Linked DNA regions of Mustela erminea: region 2 is linked to region 1. A link is a contact called in public Hi-C data. All regions are on one chromosome and are shown on one strand. The core of a region is the stretch at or near the end of the contact, and the rest is flanking DNA. Distances in the headings are between cores, read along the strand shown. Region 1 holds the start of ALDH16A1 (aldehyde dehydrogenase family 16 member A1). Region 2 holds the start of RRAS (ras-related protein R-Ras).

Region 1 (6,208 bases), core at 3,041-5,540:
CCAAGAGGAGGTCAGGGGCTTCCAGCCAAAGGCTCAGGTGTGGCTTCTCCGGGCTGGGGAAGAACAAAACCCCAAACTGAGGAGCACCTACCAGGTCCTCGCCAGGGCTCATCCTTTCCTTTCTCCCGCCTCTGAGCCCTACTGCCTCAGGGAGCCTTCTGGGTGGGAGTGCTGCTTCTCCCCTCTCTGGGTTCCCAGAGCCCCCAGGACACTGCTTCCTATGGGGAGGGAGAGACGTGACAGAGAGAACCCATCGAAGGCCCACCCTTCCTCGGGTCTCAGGGAGTCAGGGGTGTACGGGTTTCCCAGCTCCTGGATCCGAGGACGCTGCTGGGAGCGGATATTTTGCTGGGAGATGGAGCCCAGGAAAGGCCGATTCTTCAGCATGCGCCACTCTGCGGGTAGGAAGCTCGGGGTCAAAGGTGGTAAGGTTGGGATTCCCATTGCTTCCTTAGGAGTCCTGACAGCAAGAGCCTCAGGGGAAAGGCTCCGCCCCTCGGAGGAAGCCGGGGGTCCGGCCACACCCCCAAGCTTGGCTTTAGGAAATAGGCCCACTTTAGCCCGACTCTACCCAACCTGTTTTGCAATCTGTCGCCTAGAGATGCAACTGGCTCCACCCCTTGGCTATCCAGACTCCGCCCCTCATCTGGTTTCTTGATACGACCCGCCCCTGCCCCGCCCCCAACCTCGGGAATCCCCGCCTTCTCCTTGTAATCAACAGCCTAGGGACCTAGGAAATCCCTGCCCACACTAGCTCCACCATTCCCAAGGGCTGTCCCCAAGCTGCTGCCCCCCATCTAGTCCCCGCTGGCCCAGGCCCCGCCCCTCACCTGGATTCAGTTGCAGACCGTATTTGTCCTCAAGGCCCTCCCTGGCGATGGTGACTACAAGCTCTCGCAAGAAATCGCTGTTCTAGGAGTAAGAGAGGGAGACTGCGGAAGGGCTCCGGGTGGAGGGAGAGGCCCCGGCCCAGGCCTCACCCGCAGCCCCGCCCCCAACCTGCATCCTCCGGTAGAAGTCGCTGTTGACGGCTACGTCGTAGGCGGTACAACCCTGGCCTTCTGTGGGGACAAGGCAAAACCAATAAAGGCCAGCAGCCGCAAGAACCAGAGAGACCCGGAGACAATTAGAAAGTAATGGCTCAAGACTCGCACCACCCTCGTCTCTTCCCCTCGTGTCTTTTCCCACCACATCCCAGCGTTGACCTTGCCCCTTCCCTGCACACAGCCCTTACAAAGCCCCCCAGCCCCAAGACGAAGGTACGTGTCCTTCCGCGTGGCACTGGAGACCCTGTATGGTCTGCTCCTCCCACCTGGAGAGAAGCTCACTTCTCTGTTGGGGACCTGGTCCGTTTAAATTTCTTCCAGTCTCTCCCGATGACTGACCGAACCAATCAATCCAATTCAATCACTCTCCAGCTTCTGGACTCCTCTCTCCCCTCTGCCTAGAACCCTCTTCTCTGTCTTGGCCCGATGAACTCCTCCAGTTCCTTGACATCTTAGATCTGACACCTCCTCCTCCAAGAAGGTTTCGCCCCACCCCCCAACCCCCCCTACACCTGCCAGAGCAGCACAAATCATACCATATTGCAATCGCATCTGTCCCCACCACCGTCGCCTAAGACTAGGAGTGTCTCAAGGGCAAGTTCTGGGTTATCAGTCCCTCCTCCCCAGGGCACTGCCCAAAACGTGGTCCAGGAGGCTTCAGGGGAACATATGTGATTTGAAAGACAAGCATATAGAGAAAGAAACTCAACAGAGACAGGTGAGACAAGGCTGAGAGATAGAGACACGGGGAGAAGGGTGAGGAAGGAAACAGGAACAAGATGTGAGAGCTGGTCTGGCCAGCTAATGAGGACACCTGCCCAGCTCCCTCACCATGGGGTAGGGCAGGGAGAAGGGCCAGCCTAGCCAGGCGGGCAGGACCAGGACCACCCCGTGTAGCAGGTAGTGGAGGCCCAGGAGGCTAGGCATATATCACAGAGAAAAGGATAAGGACAGGAGAGCCAGATTTTTGGGTCCTAAGGGAGGAGGGTCCCAAGCCCTGGATCTTGGAAAGAAAGGACCTAGGGAGCTAGATCCCTGGGTCCTCCAAGAGCACTGACTTGCATCCAGTTCGGCATGAGGCTCTCCCAGACTCATGGGGATGCGAAATCCAGCTTGGTCTTCCTCCAGCATTTGAAGCAGCTCATCCTCTGTCATGTCGGCCGGAGGAGGGATGGAAGGGGAGTGACAGATGTTGATGAACACCTTCCCTTCGGAGGAGTTGGTCTTTATGCAGAAACCTGGTGGAAGTAGGTTTGTCCTGAGGTGTGTGCCTCTGCATACATCTGGGTTTCCATTCATTCCCTCCTCAGTCTCTGTTGATCTGTCCCCTCTTTGTCCCCTTCTCTTGATCAGTCCTCTGCTTTCTGAATCTGCTCCCCGCCCCACCCATGGAATCTGTAACTCTCTATCTTTACTTATTATTTGAGGGAACACAAGCAGGGGGAGTGGGAGAGGGAGAAGCAGGCTTCCCACTGAGCAGGGAGCCCGATGCGGGGCCCGCTCACAGGACCCCGGAACCATGACCCTAGCCAAAGACAGGTGCCTAACAACTGAGCCACCCAGGCGCCTCCTCTGTAACTCTCTATCTTTGAGTCTCTCTCCCCCTAGTCATGCCTGTCCTCCTCTTCTCTTTAGATCTTAGTCCCTTCCCTGCTCTCTCTGGATCTCTGTCACAACCCCCGCCAAGGCCTGTGTACTCCCATTATTGTGCCTCTCTCCTGCCTCCTATCTCTGTGTCCCATACCCCTAGCCCCTGTCCACTCTCTTTGCAACTCTATCCCCCTCTCTCTGGGTTTCTGCCTTTCTCACCAGGTTGTGGTTGGATCTGTGTAGATTCTGGTCTGTTTGTCTGGGCCTGCTGGAGCTCCTTGGAGGCCTGTGTGAAGGAAAACAACCACCTTCATGCTGGCGTCTGGGCCTCAGACCCTCCTTTGTTCTTCAAAGGTTTGTCGAGAAATTTTATGCATATGAGGTGTACACAGAATAGGACATAATATGTCCCGCTCCTCCTTTGAGGACCGCTAAGAACAACCCCAACCCCACTTGCATTTCTTCCAGAGCCTAGAAAACTTGGGAGTTAAGCAACTACAATTCCATGTAGTGCGTTCTGGGAATGTAGTCCCATCCCTGAGCACGCTTGGGTGTGCACATACACGTGTGCGTGAACACGCGCGTACACACACACACACAAATCCCCCGAATACCCAGGGACCATGGAGTCGGTCAGTCCTCACCTGCAGCAGCAGCTTCTCGAAACGCAAGGTCTCAGAGCCCATCTTCTCTGCCTCGCTTAGCTCCGGCACCAGCAGCTTCGAGTCCGCCATGGCCCTGAAGAAGAGACCTAGGCGTCCTCAGCAACACCGACGTGCGCGGGGCGAGGGGCGGGGAGGGACCCTGGCCAGGATCAGAACTCCGTGGCCTGCTGCCCGACACCCACTATTCTGTATGAAATCTAAGAATCTGGGCTTGAGACAATTCCACTCATGCCAGACACGGCTGTCCAATCTGCTGGAGACAACAGTTCTAGATGCTCTCTAAGTCCTGTGTGCCGAACGTGTATACGACAGCCACACTCCCAGCCTCTGTAACCAAGAACTTCAGCCGACCACGCTTCCGTCCCCCTCAAACGCTCAGACACCAATCCGGGAACCCCACTACGTTCCGGCCAATCATAGTCTAAGGCTGGAGCCACGCCTCTCACTTCAACCAATCAAAACTTTAAACCCTGAACCTAATTTCCGAATGCTACACTTCCTGGGTCGATTAAAGCGGTAACTCTCCTCTTTCCCGGCTACATCTGGCCAAGCTTCTGGGTCCAGACCGGCACACTCAAAACCTTAATTTAAACGTCCATCCTAAAAGACTCCCTTCTGACCTCTAAACTATCGCTTCGTCCCAGAGCTCGAGTCGATTCTCTAGTAAATTTACTTCGGACTAAAAGCTGAACTCCTTGCCCTCAGTATGAACAGGGTGGAAAGGAGATACACAAATACAGCCACGCTTCTAAATCTGGAGCCTTCCTATTTGCAAGACACACACATTTTTGTCCTGTCCCCGTCCCCAACCCCGCCTCGCTCTGAGGATTGCGCATGCTCCAAACCACCTTGCCAGCTGGAGCGTGTGGGCGGGGCCACTGGGTCTAAGGCGGGGTTACGCTCTATCTCCCGTAGTCCCGCCCCCTGGACTAGAGGGGGCGGTGCCGCCCTTCGACCTCAAGGTTCCTCTGGGTAGAGCACCCGGCACTCCTTGGTGGAAATCGGCCCGGGAGGGTGATGGCTGCTACGCGTGCAAGGCCCAGCGCCCGAGAGATCTTCGCCACGCTGGAGTACGGACCCGTGCCTGAGAGCCACGCATGCGCACTGGTGAGGGCCTGCCGTTCGTTGTTGCCCATCCCCCTCCCCAGGCCTCCAGGTCTTGTTTGGCGCGCGGACTCCCGTGATCCACCGCGGCAGGTCCGCCCTTCTCGGTTCCCGTGACTCTGGCTACTCCTTAGGACCCACCCTTGAAGGGCATTCCCTTGAGCCTTTGCGGCTGCTGCCTCTTAACCCTTGAGTCTTTTCTCTTGTTTTGGAGGCCGTCTCTTACTTCCGCTCTGCGGCAGTGTTTCCCTGATGCGTCAGAGCCCCCAAAGGGCCTCCTGTGATTCTTCAGACTCCCCTTCCCGGACCTCCGTTGAATCCCAGGGACTCGGAATTCCTGTAGGGCACCCCTGATCTTCCAAGGACCCCCAGAATCTCCATGGACTTCCCGTGATTCCTCAGAACATCCTGTGGCTTGCGTGGCTCTCTGAGCCCCACCCCGCCGAACTCCTGTGGGTCCCCCGTAATTTCTCAGGGCCCGCATCAATCATTGCGGAGCTCCTAGGATCCTGGGAACCCCAGGATAGCTCAGAACTTAACTGTAATCTCTTACAGCCTTTCAGAATACCCTCATGGGGCTCCCATGATTCTAAAGCGTCCCTTCAAGTCGTCCTGGGATCCCTCGGGGTCCCCCAGAACCTCTTGTGGTTCCTGTGGGTGCCTCGCATATTCTATAATTACCCAGGCTCCTCAGAACTCCTCCCATGGGGCTCTCCTCATCCCACAGGGTCTCTAGCACCCAGGAATGCGAAGCTTAGGCTGAGACAGTGGTCCAAGTGGAAGATGAGGCCAGAGCCTGGAGCGGGTTGTGGAAGTGGATAGATAGATAGGAGGGGATGAGGCAGAGATATAGGAGGACCAGTGTCAGGAGTTGAGAGGGCAAGGCAGTGTCTGGGGTTTGGCTGTCTTTGTTGTCGTGTCTCCCCCACCCCTCACCACCACCACTAGTGGTGAACCCAGGAGGACTGGGGCTTCGGGGATAGGCCTGAGCTTGGTTATCACATGGTGAGAGTGTGAGGGACCCTGGACAGCCTTGGCCTTGTGAAGGCATCAAATGCTACTTGGGCCCAAGCCTTCAGGTCTGGAGACAGGGACCTGGGAGTCATCAATGTGGAAAGATAGTTGAACTGAGGGAGTGAGGATCTGGATCAGAGGACAGAGCATTCCCACACTTGGAGCTTGGCTAGAGATGGAATATACTGAAATAGCAATAATAGCTAATAGTAATCATAGGAATAATAGTAATCATAGCTTATATTCACTGGGAGCTCTCTGTGCCAGCCTCTGTGCTCAGTGCGATCTAATTTAATCCCCAGAACAGCTGTGAGAGGGGATTATTGTCATTATTTTAGCCATAGCACAGGGAGGCATAGCACAGGGAGGCATAAAGGGTATGTAATTTGCCCACTGTTAACACAGTTTAAAAGAGGCGAAGCTGAGATTTGAACCTAAGCCCTAGGATTCCACAGCCCATGGTTCCCCCACCGCCTCCCAAGCAAAAGTCTCAACCTTCCAATGTGTGAGCCAGACTCAACCAACAAACTGTTTTCTTTGGCCTGCATTTTATTTTTGAAAATGTGAATTAGTGGTCAACTCATTCCCTGTAAACATCCAGGAGGAGTCCAGCTTCTTTTGAAAATAAAAACCCCAAATTTGGCAATGTTTGGCTCACATTCCCTGACAAAAATCATCTGGATTCAATAGTGACTGTCTCTTTAGACAAGTTATGAGTTCCCAATCTCCACCAGCCCCTCTTCTCACACTAACATGACTTCCCAGGGCCCTGTGGACATTCTTTTATGG
Region 2 (6,635 bases), core at 4,098-6,597, 140 kb after region 1:
AGGGGGAGAGGTCAGAGCTCATCTGGAAAGTGATAGAACCTGTCCCCCCACCCCCATCCTTGTCCTGCAGGGGTTGGGGCCCTGGCAAGCAGAGGTCCTGGGGCTAGAGGGAGTGAACGTGCAACACAATACGTGGGAGCCACGCTTATTCCCAGGGCGGAAGGTTGAACACAGGCCAAGGATTCTGTGATAATGAAACCCGGAAGGGGATACTGAGCTAATCATTGTTCTGATCTGGAGTACAGAGGGACATTCATGGTTCTGGGGCAGGAGGAGAAGTGGGGCCTCCGTCGCTGATACAGAGCACTTAGTATACTCCAAACGCTGTTCATCTTCTGGGTCCAGGTAGGTTCCTAAAGGCCTCCTGGAAGTAGTTCTGTGATCTTCCCCGTTCGACAGCTGAGAAGTCAGAGGGGCTGCCGGGGCCATCCTCTACCCTTGAACCAGGAAGTGGGTTCTGGGGTGGGTGTGAGGGTTGCTGTTTGGAACCAAGGGTCAAGGGATCGAGTCCAAGCATGGCAGACGTTGGGGTAGGAGGAGTAGATTGTGGATTGGTGACAGTTAACAAATGGTGATCAAAGTTCCAAGGCATGGGATCGGAGGGTGAGGTTTCTGGCCTGCAGTGTTGACTCGGTGTTGGAGTTTAGGGACACCTGTCACGCTTGGTAGGTAGGCAAGGAGTGGTCTCCCTGTGGTACCAGCCTTCCAGGTTAAGCAAATAGACTGAAGAATTAGGGGTCCTGGGTGGAATTTGGAGGAATCCAAGGGTTCCCCAGACAAGCTGGTTAGCAACTTTGGGGGAGGCCTGAAGATGACCCACACTTCAGCCCTTTCCAGGAGAGAGGCTCAGATGGAAAGTGTGTCTACACCGGCCACAAGTTGGATTAAGGGTTTGGACTCAGATGTCAGTCCAATTGGGGACTTTCTGGAAACGAGAACTTGCCAGCCAGCTGATTGGACACCGTTCTGCCCACCTGTCCCTGCTCCCTCCTGTAGCCAAAAGGTCTTTTTCAATATATATTGGCAGTGGGAGGGGACAGGCAGGGGTTGTAGCAGAGGCCAGTTTCCAAGATCCTGGAGCCTTCTGGGACATCACTACCCGGTAAATTTATATAGCCACATGTAGTTTCTGGCTAGCTAACTGAACAGTGCAGTTCTAGAACTTTTCAGGGAAGAAAAAAAATTTTCGAGCTGTTTATTCCCATCCCGGTAAAATGCCCACCCAAACACGAAAGGGCAGAATGGCCTTCATTGAAGGTGATGCAGAGGTGCAGCCACTTGGCTTGCCTTGGCTCGTTCTCTGCCCACCCTTCCCACCCCCACCCAGCCAAGCAAAGGGTTCTAGATCTGATGGTGGTAGGTGGAGTGAGACTTTTACCTTTGTGCGCCATGAATTCACCCACCACCCCTTTTCCCTTCCCAAAAAGCACTTTCTGACATTGGCAGTGAAGTTTATTTCCCTGGGGGTGGAGAGGGGAGTTATATACAGCAGTGACCCGGATGCCCGGGAGCCCCTCACCCCAACAAGGGGCTTGGGTGGGGAAGGGAGGCATTGGCAGAAGGCACACAGTGGCGATGTCCCGGAGGAGGCCAGGAATTACGGGTGAGGGTGTAGTGTATCCTGGGAAACCCAGATGGGGAAACAGGCTCGGTGAAGGCAGCTGGTCCCGAGTGCTGGTCGCTCCTCTCACATCCCTGGGGCTACAGAAGGACGCAGGGACAGCCTCCGTCTTTCTTCCTGGGGGCGCTGGGTGGGCTGGGCGGGAGCTCTTGTTCCTGGTACTTCCTGTAGGAAGAAGCTGGTGAGTCCGGGTCGCTGGGACTGGGGACAGGGACAACAGGAAAGGTGCTCTGCTCACCGGACAGCCCGCACCAGCTGCTCAAAGGCTTCATCCACATTGAGGCGCAGCTTGGCTGAGGCCTCAAAGTAGGCCACGTGGTGGGAGGCACCAAAGGCAGAGGCTTCAGATCGGGGGACCTGGGAGGGGGACAGCAGGAGGAGTCAGGTGTCTGCACTCAGGGTGGGGCCCAGCTGTGGGAGGGAGGCAGAAAGACACACTACACACTCTAACGGGGGTGCCATAGTGTGGGGGTCAGGGGAAGAGAAGTTGTTTCAAGGAGATCATGGGGAACGTGCTGAGAGGGCTCAGCTCCATTAAGTAAGCAGTCTGGGAAGGCTCTGTAGACATTTGCCCTTCTGAACATTAGGTGACAGAGTTCCTCCTGCGGGGAAGTCAGGATGTCCCCTGCAGAGGCAAAGCTTTGCTTGGAAGCCTGGAAACCCCCAAAGGCTTAATCGGAAAGTTGAGTTCGGTGTGGAAATCACAGTCTCTGTGTGTAGGAAGTGGTGAGAGCAGAGAAAGGGACAAGACCTGGTGGGAATCAAGTGCCAAGTCCAAGAGTTGGAGTTCTCTCTGGGGGAGGAGGGAGTGCCAAGGGAGGGCTATGAGCAGGGAAGGGTCAGGGGCAGTGGGGGGCCTGGAGGGAGGCTCACTGAGGTGGGAATGGAGCAGAGTTGGGGCAGGTTGACCTGGGGGTCGGTGCGGGTACCCTTGGTCCCATCCAACAGTTTAATGGGAAGTCTGACGTGCAACACTGGGAACGCAGAAGAACCAATTTGGGGGCAACCCATGTAGTGATGAGTGTGACAACAGAGGGAGCGGGACCAGGGGAGCCAGAGGAGGATGCCCAAAGGAGCCTCCCAGGTTGAGATGGGGGTCAGGGGTTGGAGGCGGTGGGGAGTGTCCCAGACCTGGCGCTGTGTCTCCAGATCTGCCTTGTTCCCAACCAACACGATGGGGAAATCGTCTCGGTCCTTGACACGGAGGATCTGTGTGAAAAGCTTGCCCACCTCGTTGAAACTGCAGATGAAGCCAGAGGCGTGAGCTCTGGCCAGCTGCTGGGCCCCAGCCCGCCCTGCTCCACCACCCTCGACTCCCCTCACCTCTGCCGGTCGTTAATAGCAAACACCAGCAGGAAGCCGTGTCCAGCGCGCATGTACTGCTCCCGCATGGCACCGAACTCCTCCTGGCCTGCTGTGTCCAGGACTGCAGACAGAGGGAGAGGGGCCGCCGTGGGGATGAGGCTCCCGGGAGACCTCAGCCCCACCACCATCCTCCCACCCACTCCCCGCCGCCCTCACTGTCCAGCCGGGCTGGAACACCATCCACAGCGCAGATCTTCGTATAGGAGTCTTCGATGGTTGGGTCATAGTCAGACACAAAGTAGGACTGGGGGGACAGGGAGAAGACATCATTACTGCGGTTCCTGCAGTGCCCCAGGAGAGAGGACTTAACCCTATCACTGGGTTCTGCCTCCCCCGCCCCTTCTTGTTGGATCCCTGTTCCCCTCTCTGTGGGTCTCTGTCCCTTCCTCCCACCCTACCTAGTCTCCTTTTTCTGAGTCTCTCCCAGTCCTCTCTCTCTGTACATCTCCCACATGGTGATTACGTCCTAGCTGTGCAGTATTGATCAAATCACTTCCCCTCTCCGAACCTCAATTTCCTCATTTGGAAAATAAGAATAAAAATAAGACTACACTTAATCCAGCATTTGTGAGATTTGGGGGAAATCCCTGCTAAGCATTTCACGTATGGCTTGGATCTAGTAGGTGCTCAGTTATTGGGAGCTATTATTGCCCAGAATGTCTGCCTGTTTCTATCTTTCCCTCCTCCTCCTCTTCCCTCTTTTTTTTCTCCTTCTTCCTCCTCCATCCTCTCCCCCTCCTTCTCAGGCAGCTTCTAGTGTCTCCTCCCAGGAGAAGGTCCCTGTTCCAATCCAGCTGCCGAGAAGCTGCCCCGCCCGGAGGCTGGGCCCCTCCCTTCCTGCCTGGGTCAGGCCAGCCTCCAGCCAGGCCTTTGGCCAGCTTTGGGGCCTTCTATATAGGCAGGGGCTCCCATGCAGGGCCTGGCTGGGGTCTCTTAAGGAGTCTGAGGCCCAGGACCCTCTGCGGTAGCACCTCAGAAAGGAGACACCTTTCTAAGGTTTCTCTAAGGTGGGAGGGTTTCCCTTGGGAATGGGCTGGAGGTTTCCTGGGCAGTGGTAGATTTTCAGGAAAGAAGGGGTGATCTGGTAGCTGGGGGTCTGACAGCTGCCTCCTGTCTGTTAGGGGAGGGGTGCTTGTTGAGGGCGTGGCCTGCAGGGCGGGTGCAGGGACCACGCCATGGGGGGATTATGAGTGTGTCTTCAGAACACATCTGGAGAAGTCTGGGGTGAGAGCTGGAGTGAGCCCCAAGGTGCAAATACATTTGGGAGGTTTGTACACATCTAGAGAATCTGAGACATCCCCAAATGCATTTACAGAGTCAGAGAAACTCCTAAGAAGTGGGTCTCTCTGGGGGTGTCAAGAATCTGGGGGTTTCTTCAAGGAGGTGATCTGGGGGCTAGCCAAGGTGTCTGAGAGATGCTCAAGGAGTTAGAGTGGAAGAAAACTCAACATGGAGGAGTGGGTGGTTTTCCCTGGGGGAGGGTGGAGGTCTGGGTCTGGTGGGGTGAGGGATCCCCAGAACAGGACGTGCAGTCATAAGAATTCTCTGGAATGGCCCAGGGGCAGGATCTTTTTGAAATCTCTTGGGTCTGACGGTGTCTCTTCTCAGGACCAGATGGTACTGGATGGGCCCCAGGCAAAGTCTGGGCACACTTTCTAGATTCTGGGGGAGCTTAGTATCTAGAGGAGGGTAATCTCCCAGTTAGGCTTTGGGTGGCTCAGACGGGAAGCTGGGACCTGGGATCTGGGGGAGATGGGGCTCAGGGTAGGGGGAAGTGACACCTAGGGGTGGGGGCCTATGGGAGTGCTTAGGGTCTATATGGGGTGACTTTTGGATTTAGGATGCTCCCAGGAGGTGCTCAAGGTCAAGTCAGCAGGGAAGCGGGGTCTTGGGTATTGGGGGGAGGGATGGGGGGGAGTCTCAGGATGCGAGTATAAGTCCCTTGTGTAGAGGGGGGAGGCCCTGGAGCTGGGGGGCTCAGGGTCACCATCTGAGGGGATTTTTTAAGATTAGAAGGTCTCATAGGAGGGTCTCAGTGATGGATCGAGGGGAAATCGGGGTCTCAGGGATCTCCCAAAGGGCTCAGTTCTAGGTCCCGGGGGCACCCCCCCGGGTGAGGGCCCACTACCTGGATGAACTGGATGGTCAGCGCGCTCTTGCCCACGCCGCCGCCGCCCACGACCACCAGCTTGTGTGTCTCGCTGGGTGGGGGGTCCCCGGGTCCCGGCCCCCCGCCCCGGGGCCGCCCCCGCCCCGTCCCGGACGCCGCCCCGCTGCTCATGTCGCCACCGCTGCTGCCGCCGCTGCTACCGCCTTGGGGGGAGCCGGGCGGGGCCTAGGGGCGGGCCCCGCTAATAAGGCTACTGCATAATCATGAGCTCCGGAGAGAAGGACTGGAGTCTCGGGAGGCTTAGGAGGTAAGGCCCGGGAAAAGGAGGAGCTATGCTAATAAGGGAGGGGGAAAGGCTTTCCTTGTGAAGGGGAATTCCGAATGGGGCGGGGATATGCTAACGCGAGGGCTAAGCTCACCCGGAGCAGCGCCACGCGCTCTCTGCGGGCGGGCCGTCTGTGGGCGGGGATATGCTAATACGAGCCCTCACGCTTTCGGCGGACGGGTCGGGAAAATCGTTCGGGGAGGTGCTATGCAAATGAGGATCCCGGAGGCATCGCTTTTCAGGGTACCATCCCCTAGGCCCCGTTTTTAGTAGGCGGGGTTCGTCGACTCGCGCGCGGCCGTATATAGGCGCGCTCGAAGGAAGGAGCGGGTCTTGAAGGGAAGCTCCACCTCCGTCCTGGGATCCTAGCCAAACTTCCGACCCGGGCGTCTAGGCTGGACGCCGGAGTCTCCGCCCGCTAAGGGACCCAGGCTTCCGGTTCCCGGAGTCCCAGCCAAGCGGAAGACAGACTGGGAGGGGAGGTGGGGCCCTGGAGGGGGACAGCGGGGTAACGGGACAGGGAGGGGCCGTGAGATCACTGCATTCCTAATCCCTGAGCCAGCTCGCCCAAACTGGGGTGGCTGGGTCATTGAAGGGCCTAGGGCCAGGCTTTCTGAGTCCTGAAGGAGGAAGATGAGGGCCCAGACTCCGGGGTCTCTCGGGGAGAATGAGACTGGAGTTCTGAATTCCTGGGTCCCGGGGAGTAGGGGATCAGGGAGTCTTTACTACTAGGTTCCGCAAAGGAGAGAGCTGGGGGCGTGGACTCTTGGGTCCAGGGGTTGGTGGGGCCGGGTATTCAGATATCTGGATCTGAGGGAATCCGGATTGGGAACCCGAATACCTGTGTCTGTGTGAAGTGAAGTACGAGTTTGAGACCAGGAGTGGAAGGATGGAGGAAGGATGGGCATGAGGGCCCGACTTCTTGTTGTGAGTGAAGGAGAGATCGAACTCCCCAGTCCCAGGAAGGAAGAAAATGGGAGTCCGAACTCCTGCTGAGTGAGAGGAAATCGGAATTTGGACTTTTCCATCTTAAATAAGGAGGAGGTTGTAGGGTCGGGCTCCTCGGCTCTATATTTAGAGGGGACTTAGGAGACGGGGATATTCTGGGATTCCCCAGCAGGTGGGCGGCGCAACTCCCAGCCAGCACGGCTTTTTTTCTACCATCCACTTTTCGGAACTACAATTCCCTTGCAGCCACCCTGCTCAGGGTTTCA

What was found. A called contact is a pair of places that touch in the nucleus more often than the background predicts.
Region 2: a Hi-C map of spleen shows a contact between it and region 1, with 3 times the contacts expected there. The contact joins the promoter of RRAS here to the promoter of ALDH16A1 in region 1. A contact is called at or near these places in 2 of 3 Hi-C or Micro-C datasets (skeletal muscle and spleen).

What each region holds. Positions count from the first base shown.
Region 1 is chr19:5,212,540-5,218,747 of mMusErm1.Pri, forward strand. ALDH16A1 (aldehyde dehydrogenase family 16 member A1) reads left to right here and starts at 4,291. Exons shown (of 17, transcript XM_032323237.1): 1 at 4,291-4,408. The coding sequence starts at 4,319. PIH1D1 (PIH1 domain-containing protein 1) reads right to left here and starts at 4,370. Exons shown (of 10, transcript XM_032323247.1): 1 at 4,258-4,370; 2 at 3,281-3,374; 3 at 2,856-2,922; 4 at 2,105-2,284; 5 at 1,000-1,061; 6 at 831-912; 7 at 266-395; 8 at 1-53. The coding sequence starts at 3,370.
Region 2 is chr19:5,348,219-5,354,853 of mMusErm1.Pri, forward strand. RRAS (ras-related protein R-Ras) reads right to left here and starts at 5,348. Exons shown (of 6, transcript XM_032325504.1): 1 at 5,115-5,348; 2 at 3,143-3,230; 3 at 2,945-3,047; 4 at 2,753-2,861; 5 at 1,860-1,978; 6 at 1,431-1,786. The coding sequence starts at 5,267. The coding sequence ends at 1,702.